Regions from separate parts of the Ovis aries genome. Here region 2 is linked to region 1. The links are chromatin contacts, called in public Hi-C maps. All regions are on one chromosome and are shown on one strand. Each heading gives the region's core, a stretch centred on a gene start, on an enhancer-like site or on the middle of the called end of the contact. The rest is flanking DNA. Distances are from core to core; before and after follow the strand shown. Region 1 has its middle 34 kb from the start of RBM26. Region 2 overlaps NDFIP2 (Nedd4 family interacting protein 2).

Evidence for each region. A called contact is a pair of places that touch in the nucleus more often than the background predicts.
Region 2: a contact with region 1 is called in a Hi-C map of liver, with 5 times the contacts expected there. The contact joins two enhancer-like sites. A contact is called at or near these places in 9 of 16 Hi-C or Micro-C datasets (blood, liver, mesenteric adipose tissue and 3 more).

Annotation. Positions count from the first base shown.
Region 1 is chr10:55,151,604-55,156,655 of ARS-UI_Ramb_v3.0, reverse strand. No RefSeq gene overlaps it. Among named protein-coding and RNA genes, the nearest start is that of RBM26, 34 kb to the right of the region's middle. Within about 2 kb of position 2,900, at least 7 of the 54 cell types and tissues checked have an H3K27ac peak or open chromatin away from gene starts, as enhancers often do.
Region 2 is chr10:55,240,605-55,245,656 of ARS-UI_Ramb_v3.0, reverse strand. NDFIP2 (Nedd4 family interacting protein 2) reads right to left here. Exons shown (of 7, transcript XM_060394199.1): 4 at 3,996-4,089. Among named protein-coding and RNA genes, the nearest start is that of NDFIP2, 52 kb to the right of the region's middle. Within about 2 kb of position 1,901, at least 1 of the 54 cell types and tissues checked has an H3K27ac peak or open chromatin away from gene starts, as enhancers often do.

The DNA of each region.
Region 1 (5,052 bases), core at 1,651-4,150:
TACGAGCTTGATGGGATGGGCCCAAAGTGAGACCCAGTGGCGTGCTAATGATATAAAGAAAGCACACTTTTCATTTTTTATGCTGTTCTAATATTTTCTCTCCAGGGAGAACAAATTTTTTGGTGAACAATCATGAAATAAATATTAGTTAAAAAAAATATATATATAGCAACCTACAATGAAAGAAGAGGTTGCAAACGTGTCTGCAATCTACATGCAGTAAAGTCTCCTCACTTAAGTAAATTCCATATCCGTTGTGTGATAAATAGTTACAGATTAGCTATACCTATGGGAGGAGATTAGGAAGGATTCCCAGAAAAGGCAATGCATGAGATGGATCTCAGAGAAGCACAGAACAGTACAGGTAGACAAGGCAGGATAAGAAAGGCCAAGAAATGTGAATAAGAACTTGCCTTTGTATTTGTGGTGCTTGAGGGACTGTGAAAGATGGATTCAGAGCAGGAGTAAAATAAAGATTACATCACATTCAGAAGAGATAAGAGGATTATGCTACAAATTTCTTAAACGGTTGATCCCACAGAAGATTTTAAATTGGATTATTAAAGATTGCTTCATGCCCTTCTAGTTTCCAGCATGGATTCACTTGAAAAGATCAATACATCCTAAACTCATCTCTCCAAATCCCATGCATACCATTCATTACTGGCAGTAGAGAAATTTGTCTGTGGGCTTAAAAGAGGGGGAGAGGAGGGAAGGAGAAGAGGGGCACTGGCTGAAGGGCTGAAATGAATTTAGAATAACCTAACCTGCAATGGGCAGAGAAGGCAATGGCAACCCACTCCAGTGCTCTTGCCTGGAAAATCCCATGGATGGAGGAGCCTGGTAGGCTGCAGTCCATGGGGTCACTAAGAGTTCGGCACTACTGAGCAACTTCACTTTCACTTTTCACTTTCATGCATTGGAGAAGGAAATGGCAACCCACTCTAGTATTCTTGCCTGGAGAATCCCAGGGACAGGGGAGCCTACTGGGCTGCCGTCTATGGGGTCCCACAGAGTCGGACACGACTGAAGCGACTTAGCAGCAGTAGCAACCTGCAGTGGGAAGGCTCTGGCAATAGGAGACGTTAAAGCCAGATGATTAAGGAAACAAAAAGAGAGAAAAAAAAAAAAGTGCCAAGTTTTAAAAATGTCAGATCAAGTGTTGGGCTTCCTAGGTGACTCAGTGATAAAGAAAGTGCCTGCCAATGCAGAAGACACAGGTTCGATCCCTGGGTTCAGAAAATCCCCCGGAGAAGGAAATGGCAACCCACCCTAGTATTCTTGCCTGGGAAACCCCAAGGACAGAGGAGCTTGACAGGCTACAGTCCATGGGGACACAACCTAGCAACTAAACAACAAAGATGAAGAGGTACAGAAATTGCACCAAAACATGAATCTCAGGATACTAACATGTGAACAGTTTGGGATTAAATCAGAGGAAAGGGAGAGAAATATGATTAACAATGGGAGAAAATAGGAAGTAAGTCCTGAGTTGTTGTTCGGTTGCTCAGTCATGTCCAACTCTCTGCGACCCCTTGGCCTGCAGCATGCCAGGCTTCCCTGTCCTTCACTGTCTCCTGGAGCTTGCTCAAACTCATGTCCATTGAGTCAATGTTGCCATCCAACCATCTTATCCTTTGTTGCTCCCTTCTCTTACTGCACATGAGAATGGGTTAGAAATGCAGATCCCCAGTTCATGCCCCAGATGTATTGAATCAGAAACTCTGACTGGGATCCAGCAATCTGTGTCTTAACAAGCCCACCAGGTGATACTGGACCAATTAAAGCTTCAGAAACACTTTCCTGGAATGTCAGCTAGAGTTCACAGCTTGCTTTAATGGGAGCAGGGAACTCAGCCTAATTTCAGGGCCCAGTTTGTCTTGACTGTTAGATATTAAAGGTTTTTTCTTTAAAAAAGCTATCCCCAGTTTTTGCATTGCGTTTTAGATTTCAAGATCAGTCACAAACTGTTTTGTTAAAAGGATCTGCCGCAGAGAATGTCATTTTTTTCTAACCACTGAGAGTTACAATGAGCTTTTTATAGCGCTGAAAATAAAAGACCTAAAAAGAGAAAACTTAGTGAACTTGCTGCTGACTCATTTGTACCAACTGATACAATTTATGAACCATCATCAATTTTCACTCTAGTTATTATATAGTGACTCTAGGCAATTATTTACAACAATGCTTCACAGAACTTTAACACTTAGTCAAGCACAAAGGTTCCTATTGTGTATTTCATAATAGATAACATCAGGTTCCATAGCATATCCTCTTCATTTTGGGGACAGGAGCTTAGAGAACAGAAAGTACTCTGTAAAACAAAATGTAATCTATTTTAGGACATTCATTCCTACCTTAGTAAATCCAATGAGCAAAAGGCAATTTACTTGATGAAAAAAATAAATGATTTTCTTCTCAATGGGTTTATGAGTCAGGGTCTAGCTGTGAGACAGAAACCACACCAATTATTTAAACAGGAAAAGTTCAATGTAAAGAATTGTTAGATAATAGAAAGTGGTCGACTACTAAACTGAGTAAAAGGAGTCCAGCAATGTTGGATGCAAAAAAAAAATAAAGCTAATATCTGTAAGCTGTGAAAACAGACAGTAAAGGAACTAAGTACCGAGAGATCTTCCCCTACCCCCAACTGCCACCACTCCAGGCTAAGATTTGAGCCTTTTCAGAGAGAAGGCAGGTACTATAGTGGCACAGCCTGCCATGCAGCCCAATAAGTGGTCTGAGTACAGGCTGGCACTGGTCTGTGGAAGGACCCCACCATTGCTGGAGGTGGTGAGGGGCTGGAAGTGATACATCATTTGCCAGAAGGTGAAAGCAGGTCAGAGCAGAGCTGTTCAGGCATGTGGTAGGGAGATCACGGCCTCGAGATATGACTGAGCTTCTCTGCACAGTAGGCTAGGAAGGAAAGGAAGGGAAGTGCCCTACTAAGGCTATTGCCTAGAGGGGCACACCAGCGCCCCCTACTGGCAAACTCTAACATTCCCTTTATTGTTGTTCAGTCGCTAAGTCATGTCTGACTCTTTGTGACCCCCTGGGGGTCACTGTACCCCATAGGGTCCTCTATCCATCAAATTCTCCAGGCAAGAATACTGGAGTGGGTAGCCTTTCTCTTCTCCGGCGATCTCCCCAACCCAGGTATCGAACCTGGGTCTCCCACATTGCAGGCAGATTCTTTACCATCTGAGCCATCAAGTAATGAACCTCAAAGAATTTCCTGGATCCCAGATATAGTATTCTTTGCCTCTATGTGTGGTAGCAACTCAACTTCCCTTGAGGAATTGAGATCACTTATACCAGCCAGTTGAGTGCCTTTTTTTTCTTCCTGTCTCCTTTGAATGACAAGGTGGAAATCTTATCTTTCAATCCAATAGAATCATTATTTTGTCTTCTGGTAGAATCATTCTTTCCTGAGAACTAAGACTCCCAAACCAGTGGGGCTGAAAACTGCTAGCACAGAAAGTAAAGATTCTGTAAGTGGGTTACTAGGCAGACCAGAGAGAGAAGCTGCTCCTGCTTCTACCTCGTGGTCTCTACTACTATGTAGGGGAGTAGAGTCCCATACAAGTCTCTGATTCAAAGTATTTGGATAAATGTATTCCCTAAGACAGACTCCTTGTCTTCAAGGTAGTTTTTTTCTCCCAAACTGGAACTATAATTGAATTTTTGGTGGATTGGCCAAAAAGTTCATTCAGATTTTTCCATAACATCCTATGAAAACACCCATACAAACTCTTTGGCCAGCCCAATACATGTACTAATCAGTTAGGCCAACTGCTTCTAGGCCTCTGGCTTCACACATTTTCCTAAAAGAGAGGACTTTTTAAATGTTTGTTTTTAGAGCAAAAAGTGAGAATGGCTTAGATCAAGTGTGGCTTGAACCATAGTAGAACATTTGACAAATGCTGTGAAACATTTAGGGAAATACAGATTAAATGGATGGTTTGGATTAGAAAATAGTTGAACACCCATTTTCAAAAGATTCGCTGGTCAGTGTTACCTGAGAAGGACAGGTCTAATGTATCAATAGAGAAGAGTATTCTTGGCCCACTACTGTATCACACAGTGGTAAGTGGCATGGATCATGATATGATTAGAGTGGGTATGACTGGAGATTTATTTCAACAAACCTATGATGAAATAAAACTGGAAGGGATATAGAATAAATTGAATGAGTTAGGATATTAAAATATTTAGACCCTAAATTTGGGACTTAATTTAACAAGATTAAATACTAGTAAGCTCTTGTGGAGATATACAACCTGATACTGAAGTTCATATAGAAAAATAAACAGCAAGAGTAGCCAGGAACCCCTGAAAAAGGAAACAGTAGCAGGGAGCTAGCCCTGCGTGCACGCATGCTAAGTCACTGCAGTCATGCCTGACTCTGTGAGATTCCATGGACTGCAGCCCACCAGGCTCCTCTGTCCATGGAATTCTCCAGGCAAGAATACTGGAGTGGCTTGCCGTGCACTCCTCCAGGGGATCTTCCCGACCTAGGGACTGAACCTGCATCTCTTCCATCTCCTGCTTTGGCAGGCAAATTCTTTACCACTAGTGCCACCTGGGAACCCCAGGAATTAGCCCTACCAATTATTAAAACATAGTGCATACAAATCCATCATAATTAAAGCAATGTGGGACTGGCACGTGAATAGACAAACAAGCCAGTGAAATATAACAGACTAGCCAAAATTAGATCCAAATATTTATGAAAATTTAGTACATGAGAAAGGTGCTTATTCAAATCTCTGGGTTAAAGATAGACTTTTTAGTATGTGGTGCTGGGACAACTGTTTGTAGAAAGATAAAATTAGATTAATATCTCACACATAAACAAAAACAAACTCCAAATAAATTAGGAATTTATGCATAAATTTTAAAAAAACATGAAAGTACTAAAGGGAAAATAGATGAAGTCCTCTTCAACCTCCATGCAATGAAAGACTTTCAAATCATGACTCAAAATCCAAAAGCAATAAGAAAATAATAAATTTGACTACATAAATTTTAAAATTTTGTATGACAAGAAAA
Region 2 (5,052 bases), core at 652-3,151, 90 kb before region 1:
ACTATTAAATTTCTAAAATTTTTTAAACTCTTCAGTACCCCCTGGTGGTGCAGAGGTTAAAGCGTCTGCCTGCAATGTGGGAGACCTGGGTTCAATCCCTGGGTCAGGAAGATACCCTGGAGAAGGAAATAGCAACCCACTCCAGTATTCTTGCCTGGAGAATCCCATGGACAGAGGAGCATGGTGGGCTACAGTCCATGGGTCGCAAAGAGTCAGACATGACTGAGCAACTTCACTTCACTTCACCAAATGCTGATGAGGATGGAGCAATAGGAACACTCATTCACCGCTGGCGGGAATGCAGAATGGAACTGGAAGAATTTCTTACAAATCAGAATTCACATTTCAAAACACCTTTCTAATTCTTTTTAAACTTACTTGAAAGTGAAAGTGAAGTAGCCCAGCCGTGTGCGACTCTTTGCAATCCCATAGACGGTAGCTTGCCAGGCTCCTCCATCCATGGGATTTTCCAGGCAAGGATACTGGAGTGGGTTGCCATTTCCTTCTCCAGGGGATCCTCATGATCCAGTGGTTGAACCCGGGTCTCCAGCACTGCAGGCAGACTCTTTACCGTCTGAGCCACCAGGGAAGCCCAAATTACGAACAACCTAGTATCTCTTTAACCATGTTTCCCTCAAGTCTAAAATGGGAATAATGCAAGTGATTAATTATTATGACAGCATGCTGATATGAAGACTCACACATGGTACAAAAGGATAAACCTCAGAAGAGTTTTCTAAGCAGAATACAGATTATGTTTTTAAGCACTAGAGTTCAAGGTAATTTCCACAGAATGTCACTTATCCAATGAACCAAACTTTAATTTCTAGCTTTTAACTAACAGAAGTATACCTGACTTCTATTTCATTCCCTTTGAGAGAAAGTCTGTTAAAAATCGGCTCAGACATAAGGAATAGTGAAGTCGCTCAGTCGTGTCAGACTCTTTGAGACCCCATGGACTGTATATAGCCTACCAGGCTTCTCCATCCATGGGACTCTCCAGGCAAAAATACTAGAGTGGGTTACCATTTCCTTCTCCAGGGGATCTTCCTGACCCAGGGATCGAACTCAGGTCTCCCGCATTGGAGGCAGACGCTTTAACCTCTGAGCCACCAGGGAAGCCCCGGTGACACAAGGAGATAAGGCATATATAAGGCATTTTGGAGGATGCCTTATATAATCCTTCAAAGGATTTACAAGAAGCAAAGCATCATCAGGGGATATACACATTTCTTTCTTTACATTTTCTGAACATGAGCAAGCAACTATCTTACCAAATTTATGTGTAAACTTTAAGGTAACATGTAGGAAGAGACTGAATTGTGGATGGTGAAAACAGAGAAAGTAAAATTAAACCAACAAAAGGTTTAAATTGAAATATTCTTACTGAAAATCACTACAGTTTTATTTGTACAACTTATATAATCTGAAATGTTTAAATTATAAACCATGTTAAAGAAAATCTATTTCCAGACCTTAGACAGCAGAAGAGAATCTAAACAACAGCTTGTTGCTGTTTAGTCGCTAAGTCATGCTCAACTAGCTGCTGCTGCTGCTGCTAAGTCGCTTCAGTGGTGTCCGACTCTGTGCGACCCCATAGACGGCAGCCTACCAGGCTCCTCTGTCCCTGGGATTCTCCAGGCAAGAATACTGGAGTGGGTTGTCATGTTCTTTTCCAGTGCATGAAAGTGAAAAGTGAAAGTAAAGTTGCTCAGTCATGTCTGACTCTTCGCGACCTCAGGGACTGTAGCCTACTAGGCACCTCTGTCTGTGGGATATTCCAGGCAAGAGTACTGGAGTGGGGTAATGGAATACCCGAGTAGCTAGCCCTTGCATGGCTACTGTATTGCTTACTACGTGGAAAATGTAGCACGTTGCAATTTGTAGATAGCCACTAGATGGCAGTGACTACAAATAAATCTGAAGCACTGGCCTATAGCCTTTACCCAAAGAAATGTATCCCTAAATGAAGGTGACAATTTATATAATCTTACTCTTATAATATCAGTGCAATATTTGTCTACAAAGGTTCCTATTCTAATAGGAAGCATAAAGATATAAATTGTAGAAACTTAATTTAATAAAACTGTAATAATAAGCAGATAATTCACATTAACACATTAAATGTAAACATTTACATTCATATCAATTAATATACCACCACTGACCAAAAACAGAGGCAACCAAGTGCCTAGATTACTGTGCATTTACAACACTGGTGTATCAGTAAAATGCTTTCAGACGTAAAAACACAGATTGAGAAGAAGATAGCACAGTTAAGTGAAATACAGAAACGCAGAGATGATAACTAAGCTAGAGTCAAATAATTAGATGGTGTCAAATAACATGTTTTTATTTCTAAGAAAGAGGTATTTATACTACAAATAACTACAATAAATTTAAATTCTTCCTTTACCAATTAAGATTTCTTAAAAGACAACCATGAAAGGAATTAATGTTTACGCTACTCTTTTTGTAAAGAAAATATGTGGGAATCCTGTTATTAATATAAAGAATTACCAGTTGAACTAAGAAAAAAGTTAAGGTTTATAGTACAATAGTACTAATAGACTAATAGAACAAAGAAGAATTATTTTGCAGCCAAAGTGTGACTTTCCTTTTCATCATATAAGCATGTGTGCATTAGCCACTCAGTCGCGTCCAACTCTTTGCAGCCCATGGACTGTAGTCCACCAGGCTCCTCTGTCCATGAAAGTCTCCAGGCAAGAATACTGGAGTGGGGCAGCTGTTCCCTTCCAGGGGATCTTCCCAACCCAGGGATCAAACCCAGGGCTCCTGTATCGCAGGCAGATTCTTTACCGTTTGAGCCACCAGGGAAGTCCCTTACTTAACATATCTAATGACAAATTGTAACGAAAACCACAAGATATAAATATTACATACACATTATCTGATTGCCAACCTGCATATAATTTAGTAAATTTGAAGAGGAAAATATAACTGCCTGCATATCCATCCACATACTTCTGATACTTCTATTCTTCAGCAGATGAAATGAAAGAAAGAAAAGAAGCAAGAAACCATTTCAAAATGGAGGAAAAGGTAACTGAATTTTTAGACTCAGAAGTAACTCAACTCGGGAAGTATGTATTTTCTATACTGCCTATTATTAAAGTTGAATGTGGTACTTTAAGTAAAACAATTCCTCAGTTTTATTATCAAAATTAACTATACAGTTGAAATACATTAAGTCAATATGCTATCAAAGAAGGTATGAAAGCTTGATCACTTAACTAGTTGAGGGCAAAAATTAACCCTATCATAATCTTGATAAATTTACTTACTTGAATACTGGGTTTCTAAGAATTACTTTAGCAATTTAAACAGTTTGAGTGTCACATTATTATTTACTGAGTGTACTATGTGCCAATCCCTGAGTTAGGAATTGAAATAATGAAGACTATACCGAAGTCTTCTTAAAGCATAATCTACTTTATAAAGTCCAATGCTAAATTAAGAATGTTGCAAAACGTTAAAATAACTATTCCTCAGGTTTCTGGTCTTCTAGTGATTCACCATTCTCCACAAATAGGACAAACTCCTATTTCTGTGTCTCAAATCACATTGTCCCATTTGCCCAGATTACCTCCTGTTTAAAGACACTCAAGTGGATGTTCTCTGCTCCAAAAACAGAATTTACCATTTCATTATACATATTCCTATGGCCCCAAATGGACATGTAGAATTTCACATACAAAAACATATCTAGCTTTCAATATGCTTATATGTATCTCTATACAGTAAGCATCTAGCATCATAACTGCAATATAAAGTTACCTGGTAGGTGCTGAACAAACTCAAGGACTTGCATCATAACATATGATCACAGTTAGTTCAATATCAAGAGCAATTTACATTTTAAACAATGTCACACACACTGACAATACTTGTCTTCCTTCACTGTCCACTTTACTTTAAATACACACACAACTAACACCTGCAAGAAAAAGGTCTGGAGATGAAATATTACTTACTGAAAAATGCCAGCATGAAAATCCCATCATTACCCACTCTGAGCTGGTCTGCGTCATTGAAGTCATCTCTTGGTGGACACTCTTCCTCTTGAATCTGTAAAAAATTCATCATTAGAATAGTTCACTAAACTAATTACAACTTTATTATCTTAAGTGAAAAGGCAAAAATTTAAATAAAGTCTAATGTCCTCAATGTAATATATAAGCAAAAGGGTTGAGATGATACGACCTCTGGCATGTAATAAGTACTCAAAAAATGTCAGTAATTCTTAGTTTCCATGGGCACCCTTAAAAAGAGAAACTTTGAAAGAGAACACAAAATGGATAAAAACTGAGTAACACTGAATCAATGAAAATGGTACCACAAAAGAAAGATATGACACTGCTACCTTAGTGCAAAGTGAGAAAGGATTTTTCATAATCAACAGTGAACTCTGATACAAACTCCAGGGTTGGCAGTCTGGCAACATCTATCAAAAATTAAAATGTATACATCCTTTGACACAGTAACTCCAGCTCTTGAAAATCACCTGTAAGAAATGATGTATTGAAGACAATTCACTGCAGCAATGTTAATAAGGGTAAAAAATTAGACACAATATAAATGCCCATCAGTAGTGGGCTACTGTCAGGAGACAATTATCTGTGTCTTCGGCGTTTCTACATCTTCCAGGTAGAGGCACTGGCTGTGTATTATCTTTTCAAGGATGTTTATATAGTACACAGCTTTGAGAGAGACAAACAGTATCCCCCTCTAGAGCAGGGATCCCTGAAAGCTCAGCTGGTAAATAATCTGCATGCAATGCAGGAGACCCCAGTTCCATTCCAGAGTCTGGAAGATCCCCTGGGGAAGGGATAGGCTACCCACTCCAGTATTCCTGGGCTTCCCTGGTGGCTCAGCTGGTGAAGAATCCACCTGCAATGCAGGAGACCTGGGTTCGATCCCTGGGTGCGATCCCTGGGTTGGGAAGATCCCCTGGAAAGGGAAAGGCTACCCACTCCAGTATTCTGGCCTGGAGAATTCCTGGACTATACAGTCCATGGGGTCACAAAGAGT